2 separate regions of the Mus musculus genome follow, and region 2 is linked to region 1. The links are chromatin contacts, called in public HiChIP or PLAC-seq maps. All regions are on one chromosome and are shown on one strand. The core of a region is the stretch at or near the end of the contact, and the rest is flanking DNA. Distances in the headings are between cores, read along the strand shown. Region 1 overlaps Gm34472 (a long non-coding RNA gene). Region 2 has its middle 21 kb from the start of Zfp706.

What was found. HiChIP or PLAC-seq counts read pairs in DNA pulled down with a chosen protein or histone mark.
Region 2: an H3K27ac HiChIP or PLAC-seq map of the HPC-7 cell line shows a contact between it and region 1, with 6 times the contacts expected there. The contact joins two enhancer-like sites. A contact is called at or near these places in 12 of 39 promoter capture datasets (the C10 cell line, the HPC-7 cell line, cranial neural crest and 8 more), 5 of 484 Hi-C or Micro-C datasets (CD4 T cells, bone marrow-derived macrophages, double positive thymocytes and 2 more), 12 of 115 datasets of contacts at active chromatin or transcription factors (the HPC-7 cell line, craniofacial prominence, embryonic forebrain and 7 more) and 1 of 9 other capture datasets (embryonic stem cells).

The regions. Positions count from the first base shown.
Region 1 is chr15:36,817,813-36,824,217 of GRCm38.p6, forward strand. The region is part of intron 1 of Gm34472 (a long non-coding RNA gene); the gene reads right to left. Among named protein-coding and RNA genes, the nearest start is that of Gm34472, 22 kb to the right of the region's middle. Within about 2 kb of position 2,484, at least 41 of the 459 cell types and tissues checked have an H3K27ac peak or open chromatin away from gene starts, as enhancers often do. A contact at or near this core is called in the HPC-7 cell line, where this site is marked.
Region 2 is chr15:36,983,434-36,989,838 of GRCm38.p6, forward strand. No RefSeq gene overlaps it. Among named protein-coding and RNA genes, the nearest start is that of Zfp706, 21 kb to the right of the region's middle. Within about 2 kb of position 3,923, at least 74 of the 459 cell types and tissues checked have an H3K27ac peak or open chromatin away from gene starts, as enhancers often do. A contact at or near this core is called in the HPC-7 cell line, where this site is marked.

The DNA.
Region 1 (6,405 bases), core at 1,234-3,733:
ATCACAAAGGTTCTGAGCACTGAACTCAGGCTGGACAGCAAGCTCTGTTACCTCCTGATCCATCTTGCAGACCCGGCATATGGAATTGTTAACAGGAACAGCAGTGCCAGTTCCAGGCCTACCTATGGTAACAGCAGGTGTTTGACCACTGTCCAAGAATGGAGTCTTGTGAGGAGGATTCTGAGTGCTTGGGAGAAAACTCCAAGGAAACAAGACTTGTGACCTCAGTCTCTTCAAACACGGAATTGTTCTTGTAATGTGTTTTTGCCGTCCTCAGGAGTGTAGCAGATAGGAGTGAGTTGACTTGAGATTTTTCACTACAACCTTCTATTGTGATTCCTTTATACACCTCCAAGATGGGACACGTCTCTGTAATGTGCAGCTTGCCTGTCAGGTGCAGCTTTGGAAGCACCTGAGGCTTGTCCTTGTCATTGTGCCCTTTATTCAGTAACCCCTCTTAACCTTCAGAGGTGGGCTCTGAGTGAAGCCAGCTCTTCCACGAGACTCCCATCTCTCTCATTCATCGCCTCTATTCTGCCAGGCTGCACTGCCTTGCCTCTAGAGTGGTAAACAATCAACGACTCAAATAAAAGCACGCATGCCCCCTACCCCCTCATCTCCCAATAAAATCCCAGCTAGAGTCCCAGGACTAATCTCAAAGGTCTCCATTTTTACCTAGGGTTCAAGCTGACCAAACAGGAAGACCTGGAGGCACACGGGACCTTGGAAGCCCACTCCCTTCCTTGGCCAATCTTCACAACCATCTTCACACAGGCCCCAGGAAGTCTATTCATGCCCAGCAAACCCTGCTAGGCTGCCAGGGTCCTGCTGGCTGGCTCCGTGTTTCTTCCTGTTCTGCTGTGTCTTTTGTTCTTTTCCTCTGCCCTAGAGGAAAGGTGCTTGTTTCATATACTTGAAAATATATTTATGGGGCAAAGAAGAAAGAGACACATTAAGTAGATGGCTGTAGTAGCTTGTAAAATTGTCTAAGTGTTTCTAAGAGCTTTCTCAGAAGTACTGGAGGGCTGGAGATGAGTGTGGTGGGAGGGGAGGGGAGCCAGCTAATGACTTAGTCATGTAGGTCACTACACTTTGTGGGAGGAAATGGACTGGACTCCTATAGTAGAAGGGAGAAGTGAGGATGTGGTCGCTCCTTCTATGTCCCTGCCAGGCATGGGGCAGCTGGGAATAAGAGGGGGTAGTATTTATGGGCATCTAATTTGTGTTAAATTCAGAATTGCTTTGTGTAGGAATTAAACGGCTTGGGGGGAAACTGACCTGGTAATTAAGTGCACACACACACTTAGCTGTGGCGCTATAGGAAGCCCCTGTCCTTAGCACTTGGGAAGGACAGAAGTATAAGTTCTGATGTTTGTCCTTGTACCCTGTCTACACAATGTTTTGCTCTCCTAGGCTGAGGAAAAGAACTGTGTAGATCTGTGCCTTGCTTTCTCACTTCAACTTTTGGACAACCCCAAAGGTCATTTTGAAGAAGCAGGGCTCAGAAAAGGAAGGTCACATGTTCAAGGTCATCCAGTAGAGCCAGAGAAGAGGCCCGGCTCCCACACCCACACTGAACCCTTAAGACCTTCCTGCCCACCTCTGTCTAGACTGAGGCTTCCTTTTCTGCTGAGGCCCTGGGGATGCCCCCTCAGGTGAAAAGCCAGTGGCCCCACATCAGCTCCAAGACAACAAGCAATGTGGTAAGATTTTGTTCCAGTTTTTTAAAAACTTTGTGCTGTATTTTATTTATTGTGTGTACGTGTGTGGGTACACATGATGGCAGACAGCACGTGTGGACGGCAGAGGGCAGCTTCTGGGAGTCGGCTCTCTCCACCTGCCTTGCAGGTCTGAGGTATCAAATTGAAGTCATTAGACATGGCCACAAGTGCTTTACATATGGAGCCATCCTCATGGCTCTGTGCTTTGTTGAGGCAAGGTCTTGACATAGAGCTCTGACTGGCTTGGGATTCTCTGTGCAGCCCAGACTGGCCTCCGGCTCCTTTGCATCAGCCTCCTAGCGCTGGGGTTGGAGGGGAGACACTACACATACTTTGAGATCTTTAGGGGTGGAGAATATGAAATCTCTCTTGTTTAGCAATACACACACTAGTAATAAACCAAAGGATAAAATATGGGGCATATCAGAGAGTAACAAGTGATGTAAGATAAACATAGCAAATAAGAGGATGAGGAGCACAAGCCACCCAGGATTTGTTTGTTTGTGTCTTGACGCTGTGCCTTCACTCCCCTGGCTTCTCTAGGACCAAGTCTGTGAGAGTTGCTTCAACTCAGCGCCTTCTACACCACCAGCCTCTGAACAGCCCAGAGCATTTATTGGCTGACCTCAGACCACTATCTTTGAGCTTACTGGTGTAGAAATAGTTTGCTTTTTAGAAGAAGAGTTCTTTGTACTACTAAATGGCCCTTCACAGGAGGAAGTGAGTGTTTATTTTCAGGGCGGGCTCTCTACTCGCTAAGGTCTTATCGGAACCTGATGCACACTGGCAGTGTTGAGTGGAGAGCCTGTGTGAGCAAAAAATAGACCGTGTTGGTCAGCAATGGTGAGGCTTATCCCTTTTATGGAAGAGGTGAGAGGGGGAAATTAGGAGGTCAGAAATAATATCCATGTCAGAAAAGGGGACAGGAGGAAGCAATGGGAGGGAGCAAGGAAGGAACAGGACAGAAAGGGAACGGCCTGCAGTGTAAAGACTGGACAGGACAGGAGAGCAAGGCCTCAAGACTGGGGGAGGGCCATGGAGTTGGAGGACCGTTGGACAGAGAGGACTGTGAAATGGGATTATGGGAATAGGGATGTCCCAGAGCAGGGAGGACACAGAACTGAAGCCACGTAGGAGAATCCTAGTTGGTAATAATAGTCAGGGAGGTTATCTGCCCTCATTCCTCTTCACAGACTTTCCCTTCAGAGGATTCTCGCCTGCAGGAGCACACGAGAGACAAACCTAGGGTCTCACACAAGCAAGGCAAGTGCTCTACCACTGGCCTCGATCCTAGCCCCCACATTCCTTTCTCTACTCTTTCTTCTAGAACAGGGCCTAGCTAAATTGTTCCATACAGCTTCTGACTCACTGTGTAGCTCTGACAGCCTTGGCTTTTCAATCCTCCTGCCTCGTCCTCCTGAGTAGATGGTGTGAGCCACCAAACTGGGCTCTGTTTTTTTCTTTTTCTTTTTTTTTTTACTTCTGGAGCTTGAACCTACAGGACGTCTTGAATGCCGGGCACGTATTCTTCTACCTCTGAGCACTCACACCGCTCTTGTTTTTGTGAGACAGGGTCCCCCTGCTCCAGCCTCAGGAATGCCGGGATTATAGCTATGTATCACCACAGCTATTCAGTGAAACCTTTTCTGTGACAGAAGGCTGATGTGGAAATTTCTGGTTGTGTCAGGAAGATTCATGTGATCTTTTGCTGAAGCAGACCCATGAAAGGACACATGATATTTGGAGAGAGTATAAGTAGGACCCAACAGACAGTGACAGGGTGACTGCATAGCCAGCCTTACAACACTTCTTGATCTTTGCTGATCTTCACTTCATTGAGAGAGAGAGAGAGATGGCAGAGAACTTCTCGTGGCATTCCAACTGTTTCTGGCCACTCCAAACCCCTTCACACACATCCTGCCCTGCTGACTTGTGCCAACTCATCAGAGGCCTGGCTGTTTCTGCTGGATCATGCCTGCTACTGCAGATTCATGTTTGATATCCTGACACTACTGAACTGGGTGGTTGGTCCATTGACAATGAGGATTGGAATCGCCCCAAAGAGCTACTTCTAAACAGGTCCACATTCCCTTGTCCTATTTACTGTCTTTTCTCTCCTACCTTTGGATGGTAGGCTAGAAAGGGCGTCAAAGTGTTTGAGAACACTTATTAAAGTAGGTTTTTAAAAATCTAAGCCATAGAAAGGTCCAGAAAGACCCTTGGGCTCATGGTAGTGCTTTGCAAACAGGTCCCCTCGCATTGAAGTTAGCAGTAGAGGCCAGGCAGAAGCAAGGCAAAGTTATAGTAGTTTCCAGCTGTATTCACTCACACATATCCCCCAGAAGCACTGAGTTAAAAGCCAAGAATGAGAACTCCTTCTGAAGATCACTATGTGAAAACTGGAATTTGTTCAGTGTCTCCCTTAAGGGCTAAGGGTCCTTGTCTGTCCCTGGATGGTGGCACCAAGCCCACTTCCTCTTTGACTCATAGAAGAGGCAGAGAGAGCAAATGACTCTAATGGAACTGGGTGGCAATTGACAGCCAGATTGAGGAAAGCTGACTCTAAGCATGCAAAGACAAGACCTCTAAGCAATCCACGCTGAGTGCCAAGTGCCCCTCCTCCTTGTGTGCTCTCCTTCTTTCATGAAGGCCTGAACTCGTGTGAAGGTAGTGCCGTGTATGTTCTCGGGTAATCAGGGCTGCAGAGTCCGAGACCAGACCTGCGGACTCGTCGGAGACCAGACCTACCTCTGTCAGCTGTGACAGATTCCAGTAGGAGCAGGATTTTCTTTCTTTGATTCTCACAGACACTCCAGGAATAGACAGAGACATGGTGTCCTAAAGTAACTTAGTCCTGTGGGAACTTAGCTGGATTCTAACCTTCTGTTTGTACTCTTCTCTCTGTACCTGCCTGTTCCTAGGGAGTCATCAAACAGTGTGACTCCAGGGCACGCACTCAGAGGGTGAGGACTGTGTGTGTGTGTGTGTGTGTGTGTGTGTGTATTTAGGGTGACTTTCTCCATTTTTCTACTACTGATGACATAGTTCCCCAATTAAAAAATATTTTGTGTTGGTAGATTTTTAAAATAATAAATAGAAATAATGTTAATAATATATTTACAAAGCATTTCATCTGTGACTTCAGCAAAAATAAAATAAAAACACTGTAATGTGATTATAAGATAAGTACTAATTAATATAAGATTAATAATAACATTAATGCAGATATGCTATACCCATCTCTAGGTCTCTTGCATGTGACCCTGACCCAAGACTTCTGTTGCTTGCTGACTTTATTTTCTAGTCATTGGCCTTGAGAAACCAAATACTTGAAGTTATGGAAACAAAACTCTCCCATATTTTTTTGCTGCTTCAGAGGATGGGAAGTGGTTAGCCATCAGAACACTCTGTCTTTTTGAGATGCTTATGGCTAATAGGCCAAAGTGAGCCCTGGTGAGAAGTGTTTATTTAATTTATTGTGGTTTGTTTGTTTGTTTGAAACAGGGTTTCTCTGGGTAGTCCTGGCTGTCCTGGAACTCTGTAGACCAGGCTGGTCTCAAATTCACAGAGATCCTCCAGCCTCTGCCTCCCCAGTGCTGGGGTTAAAGGTGTTCGCTGCTACATCTGGCACACAAAGTAACATGTTAATTACTAAGTTCAGCAAAGTATCCCCCAACCCCTCCTTGCTGTGTGTTGACATTCTGAGGAAGTCTTTCCTACAATTAGAGCAAGTATTTAGGGAAAGGCGCCTTCTCCAGCAGTGGTCTCTGAAGCCTCATCTTTCAAAGATGCTGTGGATGACTGGGTAGGTGGTCCCTGTTTTGTTTGTGATACTGGGACTGAGCATAGGGCCCCATGTATTAGAGGTAAGTGTTCTACGCTGAGCTATATCTTCAGCCCTTGGGATTCATGGTTCATAATCTACCAACAACCAGTGAGGTTTTGGCCAGCCTGTTTCATAGAGAGTAGAAGGTATTAGAGATTGCAGATAAGGGTCACCAATGTGTGTGAGGAGAGTGAAGAGAAAAGACATTGAGAGTTGCCAGCAATTGTCTGAAGGAGAGATGGTTACAATTACTAGCCCAGAGATGTTTTCAACACTTCTTCCTCTACCACCCAGGTATGTGCTCTCCCTCCACACAGGTGAGCTTCCGAGTGCCAAGAGATCCCAGAAGGAGACAAGGATTACAAAAGCCCAACACATCACAGCAAATGTCCTCAAATGAAAAGAATTCCCAATACCAAACAATGCCATTAAAACTCTATCTAGCACGACGGTAGAGGAGATTCGATCCTCTCTGTAGAGTGTTCTAGAAAGAAAAGCTGTGATGGCAACTTGACTGGCCTAGATGATTCCTAAAGCCTAGTTCTGAGAAAGTGTTTTCAGAACCTGTCCTGTATGGACTGGCACTATCCAATAGGCTGAGGGCCTAGGCAGGGCAGACAAGGAGCAACACAGCCTTCTTCTGTCTCTCTGCCTCCCTACTGACATCAGGAGGTGAACAGCTTCCACCAACACACACTCTCCTGGTCATGATATTCTTACCCCGTAGGTCTAGGGAGCATCAGGCAGAAACTTCTGAGAACATGAGATAAATAAACCTTCTCTCTTAGCTTCTTTCCCTTGAGTATTTGTTATCATGGCGAGAGCTGACTAACACAGAGAGGTCTTCTAAGAAACCAT
Region 2 (6,405 bases), core at 2,673-5,172, 170 kb after region 1:
GCTCACCCTTCTTCCCCACTGTTCTCCCATGCAAACGAGGGGACTCTTCAGTTGCTTCTCCAGGCTTCTCCAGGCACACCAAGGCTGTGCCTGGCATGGACTGTTTGGTTTAAAGTCTTCCTGGAAAGGTTCTCAATGGCTAACCAGCACATTCTTCCAGGCCTCCCTCAGTGAACTTTGAACTTTGATCCTTGCGAACAACCCATCACCTTGCTCTACCATTTGTCAGGAGGCAAGCAAGAACCTGGGAAACCTTTACAAAATTAATGACAATTGATTTTTTGACCTCTGACATTTTGTGCTGACACCCAGGCTTTCTGCCCGTGACCAGGAAGTCTGACATGGCAGTACACAGTGCTACTGGTTCTCAGAAAGCCCTTGATCCCTGCTTCAGTCTTACTGTCCCCCAAGGCCCTTGCCCTTCTAGAGGTTCCTGTTGTCCTTAGCTGTGGTAGGAAACGCCTCTTCTCCGATATGGCAGGGAGGCGGCTCTTCCATTCTTCTGCCTACAGCGGCCCTGGCTCCAGCTTCAGGGCTGGGTCAGAGGCACACTCAGGACCATGCTCTGGCCCTCTCTTGCCCTCCGGAAGCGAGTCCTGAGCAGACACTAGCTTTTGTGCTGCCTTTCTGTTCTCCAGACAACCTCTTCAGTTCTTTCAGCACGGCATTCTCACAGAGGCTTGTACATGACGGTCTGCCTTCCTACACTGTTTCTTCTACGTCCCACTAAGGTAGCTTCTACCCCCATGCCTCTGTCTGACAGGCACAGTGAGACTTCTTCCCTTAGTCAACCTCATCAGACCTTCTGGGACCCACACCCTCTTCTACTCTGTGTCTTCCTCTGCCTCAGTTCTAAATGCTGGCCTCTTCTTCACTTACAACCTTTTTCTATATTTCAGCAATACCATAGCTGAACTGATGCTAGTAGGTATTGACGACTTTGAATTTATGGCTCCACCCAAACTCTCCCCTGGAGTCAAGTATGTCTCTAGGTGTTGTACTTCAAGTACATGTTGTGTGATGCTGCCACTTGGCTGACTGATGTCCCATCAGGATTCTTGTTCGCACCCCTTCCTGGCCAAGACATCTCCCATCTTCTGTTATTTTTGCAGAGTGTCACCGCCCACACATTGATCTGAGGCAATGTTACCTCCTTTTCGCTCACAGAAGACCTGCTCTCAACAGGTCCAGTAGATCCTAAGGATGACTTCCCACCATCTTTTGGTTTGCTCATCGTCATTAGATAGCTCCCAATCTACTTCTCATGCCCCGTGCCTTCCAGTTGACCCTCCACATCACAGGCAGAGCATTCCTCTCCAATCAGAAGTCAGACCATCTCACTCCCCTGCGTAGGGTGGTTCTATTAGACACTTAAAGTCCAAACTCCTGGCTACTCCATGCTAGCCCTTGTTCTCTTTATTCTGGATCTGGAGGCATGCGAAGCCCAGGTTATCCCAAGGAAGGGATCTGATGAGTCACCTACTTTAGAGCTGACCACACCTGGCTGACAGCACCCTCTGGTCAACATAGTAGACTCTGAGCTGCATGGGGGGCCAGAGATGGGTACCTAGGAGATCAGTTCTGACAGTGGTCCAGAAAGGGATGCAGACAAGAATTTCTGGCCACTCCTAGCCAGCAACTTAGCACAGCAGGCTCCCTAGTGTGGCAGGCTCCCTAGTATGCAAGCTCCTCCCACCAACATGCAGAAAGCAGCCCACAGAACTGTGTTGTTGTCTGGCCTTTCCTGCTCAGTCCTCCTTCACAGGTGAGGGCAGCACCTGGCCTTTCCTGCTCCCTCTGCCTCCATCTTTCTTAGGGTTGCCCCTTACACTTCAGTTTTACTATCAGCTTCCCAGGGGCAACATTAGGAGCTGGACTTTTTTCTTCCTGGGCATAAAACCAGGATCTCAGAAATGCCAGGCAAGCCTGTGTATGCTGCTGGGCTCCAGCCTGAGCAACAAAGACTACTGGCACTGTAAATCATGGCCTGTAAAAATACATAAAAAGCCATCTGCTTAGTCCTCACACCACTTCCAGACATGCTCTTCCACTGGAGGACTGAACACACAAAATAACAAATACTAAAAACTAAAACCAAACCACCTGTGTGCCCCAGGGCCTCGGATTTACCACCTGCACTGCAGAACTGTCTGTGGGATGGTCAGTCACTGACCTGCATAGTAAATTCTGTGACATCTTAAAACTACAGGCGTGCACAGTTATACTCAGGGTCCATAAATCACTTAGCAACTGGTCACCAACAACGTCTGGGCACCACTGGCAGCTTCATTAACTCCGTAGAAAGAACTGTGTTCACAGAATGCTGCTTCTGTGACCTGAGGAGTGGCACTCGTGCCTATTCATCTGAAATCAGAACATGTCACTGAACACATACCAGAACTGTTGTCACCTTCGTCCCATGCAGTGGCCCACAGAGGCCACGGAGTACTGTTTTGTTGATCCCCTTCTACAAGAAGTGCTTTCACAAGATCTCAATTAAGCCTCATAACAATGCCAAAGGTAATCTTCACTGTAAAGACCACATGACTTCCCCCAAGATCACCTGTGTACTCTCCAGAAACTCAGACCTCTGCCAGGGCCAGAAAACTAGGTTTCTTAATTCCAAATGACAAAAATGTTCATTCCCTCCTCAAATGTCCAGAACCTAAAACAAGCCTGTCATCACCATGACCCAGTAAGAACGCCTGCACTACAGTAAGGCACTGACTCCCGTTACCTTCCTTTAGGAAAAAGATCTTTATCTGCCAGCATTTGTATGAAGACTGGAGAACACTTTAGAAAAGTAGACAGCATTGCTTACGCTGCTGGTAACCGACTGAGAGAAAGGGATGGCAGGGAGGGCGCACAGTGCAAGTAGGCTGCTCCTTCCCAGGCTTGGTGTCCCTGCAGTCACTTAAATCCCAGAATGCACTTCTGTGCTCAGTACTAACTGAAACAAATATCTATGAGTGTCTTAGACTCCTGCAGTGCTGGGCTGTACGGCTGCTGTTACTGCACACAAGGGAGAACACTCAAAACTCAGGTAGGTTGTTGTTTTGAAACAGGGTTTCAAAACAAGGAGAACCTTGTAGCCCTGGTTATCCTGGAGCTGTCTCTGTAGACCAGGCTGTCCTGGAACTCAGAGACGCACCTGCCTCTGCCACCTGAGTGCTGGATGTTTCTTAATGCTTTATTTTGATGTGCACCGGTGTCTCACCTGCACGTGAGTCTGTGTGAGGGCACTGAATCCCTTGGAACTGGTGTTACAGACAGTTGTGAACTGCGATACGGGAGCTGGGAAGTGAACCCGGCTCTTCCGGAAGAATAGCTTGAGCTCCTAACCACTGAGCCATCTTTCCAGCTACCAAAACTCAGTAGTTAACATCTCCCAGGTAGGGTTAATCAGGAGTCCTTGGCCTCTTCAGTTGTGTCACCAAGTCTTTATGGACAGAATGACTGAGGCAGTTCCCATCACTTGAAATGGGCAAGGCGGGGGCATTTCATGGTCATTAATTATTAGTGCTGGAAATCAGCTCTGAACACAGAAAGCTTGGACACTACTTTCAACCTTGAAAGGGCAAACATTTACCACTAAGGTTTTTCCTTATTTTAGACAAATTAATGAAGAATGAGTTGAGAACATTAACGAGAGACAAGCCTCTATACTTAGACCTAGGGTCAGCTTCCTCTGTTGATGCACTATTTTCTAGACCATCTGCTCCCTGGAGTCTGATGGGACTCACACTAATCTCAAAAGGTACACTGACGCTCTTAGGTCTTCAGTTAGACTTTCAGTAATCAAAAATACTAGCAAGCCCCACTTTTATGTAACCATGTGAGCCAGTGTCCCTTATGTAAATGGAGCTAGAGAGCTGTGACATCAGGCAGCAGGGCCTCCCTCACACAGGGAGCCTCTGCAGTATCAGTGGGCTATGGCATTTCCTTCAAGTGGCAGGGTCTATTATTAGAGCCTTTCATAACAGAGCTCAGTTAAACAGCGTTCTCCTGAGCTGCTGAGCTCTGCTGTTACAGCTTTTCAGGTACCTCCAGCACAGAGGCCCAAGCTTAGCCAGCAGAAGCTGCTGTGAGCAGGATGGCCACGGTTCCTAAGTCTTCCCTTCAGAAGCTGTGAGCTTGGGGGGAGAAAATTAGTGACACTTTTCATCTGAAAATCAAAACTGAAACTAATCAACCTCCCCCCCCCCCCCAAACCACCCAAACTCAAGAAGCATGCGGACAAGGCTGCCCCAGAAGGCTCTGAACCTTCTCAGCAGCAGGAGCAGCAGCTGCCAGTAGCCTAGGCTAAATAACTTGTCTGTGGTCAGACCAGGCTACAAAATGAGATGGATTCTCGAACCTATCCACAGCAGAACGAAACAAAGGAGAACCAGTGCCAACAGCCGGAGAGGGTATTTCACTACCTGTCATGAAGCATATTATATTACTTCCATAATTAAAAATTATTCCTAACCACACCAGTTAACAAACAGATACTAACAGGAAAAAAAAAAAAAAAAAACCCCAAACTGCTTAAGAGCCAAACTGGAATCTCCCTCAGATATGAATTTAAAACACAAAACCTGACATTTTCAACACTCATACCTAGCCCACCAGACAACCTGGGCCAGCAATGTATTTTCACAGCCAACGTTCCCAGAGAGCTACGCTTTAGACGGCTGACACGCCCATCCTAAAACCACTTACTATGTGTAGCTTCAGTTAAATGCTCACAAGGACTCAACAGAGGCACTGCCCTCATTTCAGGGGTCATGAGTGTGACTCGGGCAGTGTGAAGGTGAGCTTCCCACTCAGGGTCAGACTCGGGACAGCAGTAATGGGCATGAGAGCGGGCACAGCTGGGAGACCCTGTGCCACTTCCTGTTTCAGGGACCCTGTAGATTTTCTCCCAGTCGTGACATCCATGTACCAGACACAGACAAATACATATGGAACCAGACATCAGTTTAGACTTTAATTATGTTTATATTTACTTTGTGCGTAGGTCAGAGGATAAGCTGTGGGATCGGTTCCGTTCTTGCATCATGTGGGTTCCTGGGCATCAGGCTTGGCAGAATGTGCCTTCACCACTGAACCACCCTGCCAGCAGCCGGGGCATCATATTTTGGATCTACTGGCTGTAACTGAGCCCTTTCTTTCTCTAGAAAGTAGCCTGAATCACTAGGGAGTAAGATTCTTAGCAGAATACCCTTATCCACTGGTAAAATGATCACTAGCTAACCACACACCAGCACACAGCACAGTGCCCTGGGGAACCCACGTAGCACCTCTCAGCAGGTCTTATATGTGACACAATTTCCTGGGTTTTGTCTGTTCCTTTTTTTCCCCCCCAGACAGGGAGGGTTTCTTTGTATAGACTTGGTTATCCTGGAATTTGCTCTGTAGAGCAGGCTGGCCTGGAAACCAGAGATCTACCTGCCTTCCATAGGATCAAAGGTCTGTACCATCACACTCAGCAAATTTTCTGTTCTAAAAACCAAACAAAAAATCCTCCTCTTCCTCCTCCTCGGCCTGTGATATAGGAAAGAGATGGCTTCGATGCCAAGAAAGGTGGGCCTCAGAGGCTGGAGTCACTTGCCAACCCAACTCAAGCTGCCTTCTGAACTGCTGGCCCCTCTACCACTTCACTTCCCCATGCAAAACCTGGCTGGTTAACCCTAGCCAAGACAGCCGCTGTGGAAGCCATTATTAGTACTTTTTAACCCAGTACTTTTATTTCCAGGAGGTTTTTCATGAAAATAACCACTACTAATTTCTTGACTGTAAATAAAATGGACTTAGAGGTAGAAAAGGATATCATAGGCCAGGCGTTATTTCCCCTTTCCATCTACCAGTGTGTGGCTCAGATCTTCTTCTCTTGCTAGTCATTAAAATCTAGTGTATTTTATGTATGTACAGGATTTTTATAATCAATAATGCATAAAATAATACAATTTAGATATAGATTTGTTATGAAAATGTACTAAAATATATGTTCAATAAGTTATAAATTAAATATAAGTATATAAAGCATATGTAGGAAGGCTAAAAGCATATATAGTCAAGGCTAAAACACTGAAGAATATAGGCTGAACTACTGTGTATAGCATAACCATTCTATAATCATTCCTAAACATTTCAAGGCAACGTTTGAAAACACAAACTAAGTTTACAATGCTTAAAAAAGTGAGCAGGACACAGCACAGTACATTTTAAGCTGTGAGTACTTTCTGCTAAGTGACAGACAGAAATACAACTCCTCAGAAAGAAGGCCTGGTCACTAGTTTTGGTTATATGCACCTACTTACTTCTCAAGCTGGAGATTAACATCTGCTGGCCTTGTCACTCCTCCATTGTTTGTGAAGCCCTTTCCCTTGACCTTGGAGGAAGGCTGGGAGTACTGGATGC